Regions from separate parts of the Danio rerio genome. Here region 2 is linked to region 1. A link is a contact called in public Micro-C data. All regions are on one chromosome and are shown on one strand. Each heading gives the region's core, a stretch centred on a gene start, on an enhancer-like site or on the middle of the called end of the contact. The rest is flanking DNA. Distances are from core to core; before and after follow the strand shown.

Evidence for each region. Hi-C and Micro-C count contacts between places; a contact is called where the count stands out from the background.
Region 2: a Micro-C map of caudal fin shows a contact between it and region 1, with 4 times the contacts expected there. The contact joins two enhancer-like sites. A contact is called at or near these places in 1 of 18 Hi-C or Micro-C datasets (caudal fin) and 1 of 4 datasets of contacts at active chromatin or transcription factors (caudal fin).

The regions. Positions count from the first base shown.
Region 1 is chr13:38,721,594-38,726,885 of GRCz12tu, reverse strand. All of the region lies in intron 1 of LOC101882067, which reads left to right. Among named protein-coding and RNA genes, the nearest start is that of jag1b, 74 kb to the left of the region's middle. Within about 2 kb of position 3,760, at least 3 of the 62 cell types and tissues checked have an H3K27ac peak or open chromatin away from gene starts, as enhancers often do. A contact at or near this core is called in caudal fin, where this site is marked.
Region 2 is chr13:38,919,879-38,924,955 of GRCz12tu, reverse strand. All of the region lies in intron 2 of slx4ip (SLX4 interacting protein), which reads left to right. The region is part of intron 2 of LOC137487424 (a long non-coding RNA gene); the gene reads right to left. Among named protein-coding and RNA genes, the nearest start is that of slx4ip, 9.5 kb to the left of the region's middle. Within about 2 kb of position 1,510, at least 22 of the 62 cell types and tissues checked have an H3K27ac peak or open chromatin away from gene starts, as enhancers often do. A contact at or near this core is called in caudal fin, where this site is marked.

The sequences.
Region 1 (5,292 bases), core at 2,511-5,010:
TTCAATTCAATGCAATACAATTGTGACTGTTGAACTTTGGGTTAGTTTTATACAAGTTTCACTGTTTAAGAACAGTCCACTAAAGAACAGCTCCATCAACCCCAGATAAGCGAGTGGCGACACAGGAAACAAAACTCCAACAATTGACATAAATGGAGAATAAGAATAATTGCAGCAAAGGCTCATTATGGATAAACGTACCCCTGTCTACATTTCAGGAGAACGTGAGTTATGTAGCCAGAGCTATGTCTTTCTGCATTTTGTCTTTAAAATAAATGCTATGGGGCGGTATGGCGCAGCGTCGGCATCTGTTCATTATAGCGATACCAGCTGACCACTTATCTCCCTATGGACTGCTTTTCCAGCGTTACCAATTCGTCCAGTAGCTCGGCTGTGTAGCTGTGTATGTCGGCACACTTGGAACATGGAGCATAGTTGACCGTGATGACGTAGTTCGATTCCATGTAAGAACGGTTGCAGAAACCAGGTAAAACATAAGTAAAAAATAAATGAATAAAAATAACTGGCTGAAAACGTTGTGAAATCACGTGGCTGCGAAAGCTTTTCTTTTTCTAGATTGCTTTTGAAAGCACAATAGGTTGGCTTTAGGAAAGGGTTGACAGCAAGCTGGCCTGGTCAGCTGAAGTGTATATTGCGCCCTCTGGTGGATTTATGGGAGAAGAATACGCATGAGAGCAATCCTCAGAAAGCATACACAGTAGCCTCTGGTGGATTTGCAAAAACAAAAACTATGAGCAGACATACTTAAGGTTTCTAATCTTGCTGTCCCCAGAAATGTAGACCTGGGTACATATCCGTAATGAGCCTGCGTTGAAAAATTGAGAGAAGCCAGGCTCTTTAAGGGTAGCCATTTCTCATCTAGACCTGTAGTCATTTTGGCGAGCTTGAGAATGATGATCATCTATCATAGAGGAAGTGCAGGTCCAAGTAGGTCACAGGCAGGTGTTCTGACAAGCAGATAGGATCAATGCAGAGATTTACCTGTCACTTTTCAGAAATCAGTCTTGCGTTCTTGACTTATTGATGACCGTAAGAATCATCTGCTAGATAGAGGCCGGATCCAAGATTTTGTCTTTGGAATAAGGAGAAACAGACAAACTAACAAGAGCATAGATTCTGTTCAAATTTCAGTGTCTTCAGAGGATTTGGATTTTAAAGTTATGCATTTGTGTTTTAAGTATGCCAATGCCAACTGGTGTGTCTTTAATGGATTTAAACTGAAAGATCGTGTCTGCCCCCCAAATTATGCTAGGACATACTTGAAATACTGTGCTATAGTCATTGTCGGAAGTTAATAACACTAATTAAGTAAGTAAAGTATTTAAATTTAGCTTATTATTAGTATTAGTATTCTTATTATTATAGAACTGCATAGTCTTAATCGCATTAATACCATCATATAGGGCTGTCATCACATTCTGCAACAGAATGCAGATGATTTTCCTGTTACTTTTCAGGGATCAGTCTTGTATTCTTGACTTATTGATGACCGTAACAATCACCTGCTAGATAGAGGCCAGATCCAAGATTTTGTCTTTGGAAAAATGAGAAACAAACAGACTAACAAGAGTGTAGATGCTGTTCAAAACTGTGTCTTTAGAGGATTTGGATTTCAAAGTTATGCTTTTGTGTTTTATGTGTTTGCTAATGCCAAGAGGTGTATCTTTAATCTAGATTTAAACTTTGAGTGTGTCTACTTCCCAAACTATGCAAGGACATACTTGACATACTGTGCTATAGTCATATTTTTTATTTTATTTTTGTTAACAAATGTTTATTAAGTTTTTCAGGAAACAATATAAAATGAAAAAAAGAACAAGTGCAATTTTAAAACCCACTCCCGCCCATCCAGCTCCTGGTGGACTTCAAAACATGAATAAAATAATAATAATAATAATAATAAATAAATAAATAAATAAATAATTTTACAAAAGAATTTTACAAAGACTTTAAAAAGAATAATACAACATCAAAGGCTGAATGCCATATACTGACAGTTTTCACATTAGCACCATGTATACGGGAAGTTGTGAGTTCCATTGAGAGAATATCCAACAAATACACTGTCCAGGTTCGTCTATCCATGGTATGAGGAGGATTCCAGCGGTTGACCAGCAATTTTTTGCTGCTGTGAGAGCAGTTAACAGAAGACATCTTTGTTGAACGGAGAAAGTGAGGTCCCAAAAGTGAACAGAGATTACAATTAGAAGATGAAGAGAGATTTATATAAAAACGTTTCTTTGGTGTCAAGTAGAACATATGCAGCAATTTCAAATGTATAATTTGGTGATTAGGATTTCTAGAGGACAATTTAAATATCTCCTATACCTGATCTGAAAATAAAACGTGTGCATCCTCATTAAGGTCCTAAGCCCAAACAGTTGTGATAGGTAGAGGTTTATATGAATGCTCAAGAAGAGAGAGATAGATAACTGAAGCAGAGGATGGAGATTTGTCAGAAGGAAGGATTCATTTACCTAATGGGTGAATAGATAGTTGAGAGTTCCAAGGTACCCCATAACCCAGAAGAGCTGATCTAATGCTCAGAAACATAAAAAAAAGTGCCTGGCAAATTATATTGAGTTTTAAAATTCTGGAAGGCTTTATCTCATAAAGTTTTTACTTTATTATGAGACCATAGCGGATACTATAGTCATATTTGGAGTTAACAACACTAATTAAGTAAGTGGAGTATTCCAGTTTAGCTTGAAGTATTCTTATTATTATGGAAGTGCGTAGATTTAATCGCAGTAATACCATAGTGTAGGTCTGTCATCACATTCTGGGACAGGATAATTTACATACACCGCATTAATAAAGAGTTTCATGACATTTAGTATAACATGCAAAATAAGTGAAGTGTATTTATAAACTATTTTCAAGAGGATCTTGTGCTTATGATTGCCTGCAGCCGGTCCTGCATTATTCATTTTATTATTCACCAATTAGACGATTCCTAAGCCAAACTATAAATACCCTAAATTCCATATAACAGCCATCTTTATTTTGGAGAATTCCCCCTTCCACCCCTACTCCTCAACCTTTCTTAGATGGGTGGCACGATGACCCAGTGGTTATCACTGTTACCTCACAGCAAGAACGTCACTGGTTCTTACAAAGCCAGCTGACGTTTCTGTGCAGAGTTTACACGTTTTCCCGTGCACACATGTGTTTTCCCCGGGTTTTGCAGTTTCCTCCCACCGTCCAAAAACATGCAACTTAAGTTAATTGACGAATCTAAATCACCACCATAAACATGCTCCTAGTAAGAAGTTATCTCTTAAGAGCAATCACTAGCTGTTCATAGCTACTACAGCAGGAGAGTTCTCGAGATCTACCTTAGCTCAAACTCCCTTCTTGGTCATAAATGAAATCTGTGTTGGGTAACAAAGACAAACTGATTGAGTGAATGTTGGATTTCATCGCATGTGGATGTAATGATGTATGCCATTAATCAATCAATGTACTAAAACCATGTAAAACACAAACATACGGCAATATTCTAAAAGCAACTCCTGTGAACACTTTAATAATAATGTCTTAGAGTAATGTAAATAATGTGTTTATTGATGTCCATGTAAACATGCTCACTGAGAGGTTGGGGGAGAGCAATAGAAAGAAAAGGCCTGAAAAATAAGAGTGGTGTATGTCAGAGAAAAGAGAGAGGGAGGGAGGGCTGAAGTCTAGAGGCCCAGACAGGCTCGAACAAGAAAGTAAAGAAAATATCTAATTGGAATCAAGTGTCTTGACAGAGAGCGTGGGCGACTGGATTCCGCAGAGCGTGCTGCTTTTTCTTTGAGGGTAAAGAGTATTAGAAAATCCCCTCCATAACAATTCTTTATTTCTTGGGGTGGTGTGTTAAACTTGTAGAGACAGAATGCCAGGGGTGCGGCTGCAGATTTCCAGAGACACCCTCGTCTGATGACTTCAGCCTCTGATTCTGGAGCGTGTGTGTGTGTGTGTGTGTGTGTGTGTGTGTGTGTGTGTGTGTGTGTGTGTGTGTGTGTGTGTGTGTGTGTGTGTGTGTGTGTGTGTGTGTGTGTGTGTGTGTGTGTGTGTGTGTGTGTGTGTGTGTTTGTGTGTGTTTGTGTGTGTGTGTGTGTGTGTGTGTGTGTGTGTGTGTGTGTGTGTGTGTGTGTGTGTGTGTGTGTGAAGGCAGGAGCTCAGACTTCCTCAAACAGCATTTCGTGCATTTCTCGTGCATTGATTGACCCTGCGCTCGTTGGGGCTGGATCAGTTTACCTTAATTAAATATTCAATTTTCAAGAATGTTAATTGCTGTCCTGTGCCTGTGAGTGCTTTTTATGGAGCGCCTGGGATTGATGTGTGGCTAGAGGCTACATTTTTTGGGGATATATGCAAAGTTTGGAATGTATAGGGTGTTGTCTTGTGGTAGGTCAGTGGATGTATAACTGGTTTAGCTGTGGATTGAACTTAACTAGTTTAATTTAATGTATTCATGCAGATTAAGCTTTTAATTTAAGCTTTTTATCAAGATTTATTTGTTCCCTGTGGTAAAATACCTTTTCATTTCTCTGTTCAAATAGGTTTTTTGCTGTTTGTTGTATTGGCTACCTTATCACACTATGTGTTGCTTATTGTATACTTCTTATTCCTATCAGTAGCATTAAAAAGGCAAATTGTTTAAAAGGGAAATAAAAAGTTAGTTATTTTATTATTATTTGTATTAACATGTTAGGCCCCCATTTAAGGGGAAAACCCCATTCTAACTTAAAATAGTAACAGTTCTTGTCCCCAGTGAGCTACAAACAAAAATAAGGTGTCATTGGAAAGAAGGCACTTTGAGCTTTACTATGTTATTAGTAGGTATTTGGTACATCTGGTTTTTCCAGTTCTCCAGTTTAATGCTAAAAAATATAAAAAGTTATACATGCAAAAGTAATGAGAACCAAAATTTGTATTTTTTCATTTACGAACACAGGAAAACATTCTTATAAAAAAACTAGAATAGATATTTCTTGAAAACCAAGTGTCTTGTGAGTATATATTTAAAATTTGATGAAGACAGCATGCAAAATAGGATTTTTGCAAAGAGTTTTCTGACGCTATATCGCTGTCCTTCTCATTGTCAGAAGCACTTTCTCAAAAATGACCATCTCAAATGAAACAGTGCCTGAATAATTTGGATTACATTCTCAGTTTCTTTGTCTGTGTATATGAATTATATTTGTATAAATACATATACATTCTACATTGGTCTACTTTCTCAATTTACACACAGTTGAAGTCAGAATTATTAGTTCCCTGAAT
Region 2 (5,077 bases), core at 261-2,760, 200 kb before region 1:
ACTGGAGATATTCTAAGAGTGTCTTTAAGCTTGGTTATGCTTTTTAACGATTTACTGGCTTAGTGAAACCAAAAAACAAACTGGCAATCAAGTCTTGTTTTGGGAATCAATTAAATTAAATTAAAGTTTTAAAATAATCGTCTTTTGATCACAAAGTGGACCTCGCAACTTATCATCAAACATTCGAAGCATGACACCTTTTGAAACGCCTTACGATGTGATAGCTAACAAAACTAGGCTTTTGTTTTTATAACCTTATAAGTAACCTTGCATGGTGAAAATTGTGTAAATTGTTTATGAATGTTAATAAGTATTTATAAATAGTTTTACTGCCGCAGACACATCACACTGAAGTCCGATTACTCTCTGAAGCTAAACAGGGTTGAGCCTGGTCAGTACCTAGATGGTAGACAACATACTTAACCGCCAACTTAACCAGCATATGTTTTACACAGCGGATGCCCTTCCAGCTACATCTCATCACTGGGAAACACCTATGCACTTTTTTTCAAACACATACACTACGGACAATTTAGTTTACCCAATTCACCTACTGTATAGTGCTTGTCTTTGGACTGTGGGGGAAACCGGAGCACCCGGAGAAAACCCACACCAACACGGGGAAAACATGCAAACTCCACACAGAAATGCCAACTGCCAGGCTCGAACCGGTGACCTTCTTGCTGTGAGGCGAGATCGCTACCCACTGCGCCACCGTGTTGCCCCAAGTATTCTTTTTATTTATTTATTTATTTAATATAATTTAGTTGAAGTTCTTTCATTGGTATATTGTACTGTCATATCTTAGTATTGGTTATGATAGCTGGATTTTTATACTGTAACTTTTTATAGATTTTTGTTTTGTGAGATTTTTGCAAATCTTTTTTTGTCTTTTTCTTTCATTTTTATTGGATTCAGAGCCCTGCTAAGTGTCACATAACAAATCCCACTTTGGATGTCATAGATATTCATCAAAGGACGGGCTTGATGCGCTTCTAGATCTCACAATTTCTAAAATAATATCTATGCTAGATGAAAGTAGCAAGAGGACGTATTGGAAACTTTAGTTTACTCACATTCAGTGTTGACAACAAACACTGTTGCTGTGACAATGTCAAGTTTAGACATGATGTTAGAGAGTTGGGGGTAGGCAGTTTTTACTTCAACCAATAGAAATCTTCCATTGAACACCTTAGCAACCGCACAACAACATCTTGGCAACCACCCAAATCACACTACCATCACGGCTTCATGTTTTCCATGTAAAAATCTAGATAAACTTGTTTGTGTCTCATGTCTCTTTTGCTTGTTTGAAATTGACAGCACCAATGTTGACCCTCTTGAAAGAATTCCAGGTGACTCACACTACACAAAATCAGCAAGTCAAGACCAAAGATTTAAACCTTTAACAGGCAACACCCAGAGATCTAAAGAGTTCCCTTAGGCTCCGGAGACTGTTCGTCGACCTGCGACGCTCTTGCAAAGACAAAGACGGAGCTAGACGGAGGGGGAGTTTTATTGAGTGAGACTGTTTCTGCTGCCCTCTCTCTCTCTCTCTCTCTCTCTCTCCCTCTCTCTCTCTTTCTCGCTCTCTCTCTTTCTCTTTCAGTATAAACATCTGTGGCTGGTTAATGTTAGCCCCAGAGCTAAGTGCAGAGAAAGGGGTTCTGGTTCTCACAACAGTGATAGCAGTGGTAAAAGGGCAGGGAGGTGTGGTGGCGAACAGGCAACAGCTACACAAATGCTCCTGGGCCGACTGCCCAATACTAATCAGAGAGAGAGGGCAGGAGAAAGCCCATTTAGGGGGGTAAAACTGATAAGAGAAGGTAGCTGGGGAGCATCTTGGGAACTGAAAGTGATGCAGAGTAGGAGTCCAAAAAGCTGAAAGCGACTCTGCTTTGCCTTGTGTGTTTTCTTAACAATAGGGAGCAGAAAATAGCACAGCTTAGTTGTGGACTTTGGTCAGAATGGCAGGGACTGATTTGGTACTGTTCTGTTTTATTGTTTGTTTGGTTTCAGGGCCTTTGTAGTATGTTTTTGGCAGGTCAAGCTGATCTGATAAAGAGTGAAATGTAAGAACCAGTTTAATCTGGAGGTTATTGACCCACAAGAAGCCTCAGGTGTATTCAACGAGAATCAACAAACCAAAGGAAAATGAAAAAGCAGCTCTGCCTCAAGCTCTATGTACAATAATTAATATGGCAAAGACTAAAGAAACCTTGTACGATCCTATCTGCAAAGGATTTCCTGAAGACACTATCACTCTTCCTACACCATGCGACAGAGAGCTGTCAAGACTTTCATTGCACAATAGTGAAGAATTTGGTAAAACCATAGACCCTTTTCACATTTCCGGGTTTCTCAGTAGCCGAAGGCATCAAAGTTAAGTAAACTTAACGCGCAGTGAATTGGAGAGTACAAAAAGTTTTTTTACAGTCCTATTTGCTGAAATAATAAAAAAGAAATGACACAATAGTGTTAAGACTTTCAGAAAAAGAAAATAGTTTGTGAGACTGATGACGGCAGCCAGAGGAGAGAATAACTTCAAATTTACTCTAAGCCCCATAAACGATGCATTAGAAACTCCTTGCATAAGCAGTAATTTGTTAGTTTGACGCAAAGATAATATAATGCATTCATAAATGCATATAAATCTTCTTAGTTTTTTTCAAATCAAAATATTAAAAAATTTCAAAGAATTTAGATTATGTTGACCGTTAAATGCATCATAACAGTTTTGTGAAAAGGCTCCATTGAAAGTGTTTAAAATAAGTAAGGTAGACTAATACATTACACTGGGATAAATAATGAAGCAGCAAATAAACATGGAACTCCACTAACAAAAGGAACTCTGCAAACATACGTCTAGTAGATTACAGATTCTGAGAAATTTCATGCATCCGCTTAGGGAATAGTTTAACAGAGGTTGTGTAGCGGCTAAGGTCAGAGATCACCTCTAGTTTCAGCTGTTTTCAGACTGATTTACTTTTTTTTTGTTTTTTTTTCAAACTGAAAGAGATTTCTGTAAGACATTCAAGAAAATCATTGCAAGAGTAACTGTTGCAAAATGTGTTATGTTTTTACACCACTCTCAAATGCAAATACAGCCAAGGATTTGCTGGTTTACTGGTATAATAATAGACTTTGGATGGCTTTTTAGTGTTTGTTATTGTAAAGTTTCGCAGACTGTTTTGGGAATTCAAACAACAAAAATTAATCCAAATCTACAGATCTTTTTATTGTAGCTTGTTAATGCAACATTGGTTCATTTGCTGGTATTTATGCAAACAGGAAGGTTGTAAAATGTACAAAACCCCCAAGTTTAATTTATTTGGCTTCTCCATTCATAGAAACATGTGTCCTCTCACTGCCCGCTTTAAAGAGATTTGCTCCACAGTTGAAGGTTCTGTCATCATTTATTCATTTTCTGCTGTTTCACCTGTATTTTCCCATTCAGTGAACATATCAGACCTCTTTGACCTTTACTCCTATGCATCATAATATGCATGAATTGATGTTGTACCTTCTTTTGTGCTCTGTATGCATGGCATATGCATGTTTAAACAACATATATGTGAATTAATGATCGCATGTCTTTCAGTTTTTGCTAAACAACCCTTAAAACACCAATTTCACCAGTCCTTCTCGAAGCAACCCTTGTTTTTCTTTCCAAACAGTCTGTAACAATGTGGACTTGACTCATTCTAACTGCACATTTAGGACTCCCATAACAGGCAAATGCAGTTTACTGTTTCTCTCTGTCCCATAGTTGCACAGGGCCTGGAAAAGCCGAGCGAACATGTCTCACAAACACTGGGAACATTCCTACAGTGTTTTGTAATGGCATATTTCAGATTTCGAAAAGAAAGTGGAGAAAAACAAAACAGCATGCGATAACGCGGCGGTTCCAGAAGCAGCATAAGAAGACACATTATGGAACCATCGAAGCCAAGCTCCTTTTCACTGCCTGATTGACAGTTCCCGTCCATCCCCTCTGATGCTTTCCCACGCCACAGTAATTGTAAAAGGCAGTCAGCCGAAACCACTGGTCAGTCGCAGAATGGCCACAACACAAAGACTTGATGAGAAAGCCGGCCAGTGTTTTCTAAAGGATCTGCTGTCCTCCACATACATGCATACATAAAGATGCCTCTGTTTCTTGTTTTAGCTCTTGTCTCTGCTTGCCCGCAAAAGGATTAACTCTTTCTCAGCTTTTAATGCTGCGTCGGATGAGATTTATCACGGATGATGGAATGAATGTATGTTTAAGCATGTCTGTGAAATACAAACAAACTTGACACAGATTCTAATAGAGTTGTCTCGTGCCTACACCTATATATAGTTGGTAATTCCTAAAAAACACATTTCCGTAGTGTGACACAAGGGGGCAGCCTGTCCCTCAAGTTCAGCGCCCCTGCCACCAAACTAACCCTCATGTACACAAAGCAGCAATTAGAGGAAAATATGCTTTCATGTCAAAAACAAAGCTATTTGGCAGCACGATTTGGCCTGTCTTTGTGCTAATAATGTGCCGTAATCCTGCTTGACTGGAGATGAATTTGGAGGTTAGAAGCCAAACGAGAATGCTGGAGACGTTTTATTTACTCAGTCGCTGTAGATTCCTCTGGTATGGGAGGCATAAATCATCGCTTATGGGACGAAAGAGAACGAGACAGTGGAGATGTAAGGAGAGAGAGAAAAATGAGTGTAGCTAGAGAGTGGTGCTAAACAATGGGCTTTACCCAACACACCCTACTAATTCACTTTCTCACGTCATCTCTTCTCAGATGGCTTTGGGGAAACATGGACCCAGAGCATTACCGCCTGGCCCGGGCCACTTTAGCTCCTCTCTAGGGCCCACTAAAACACACACTCGCTCACTCGTGTTCTATCAGGGTTTTATCTAGCACTCTGGAAGTGCTCTAGAATGTGTTCTGGTCAGTGTCTTGAATAGGGGAATTTCTTCCTGTCTCCTTCTTTCTGATGTCATCAATGCGGGAATCAATGCAGCCACATCTAGCTCTGAGCTCAGGTGTTGACATGCATCAGTGCCGGCTCCTCTTCGTCCTCTTGCGGG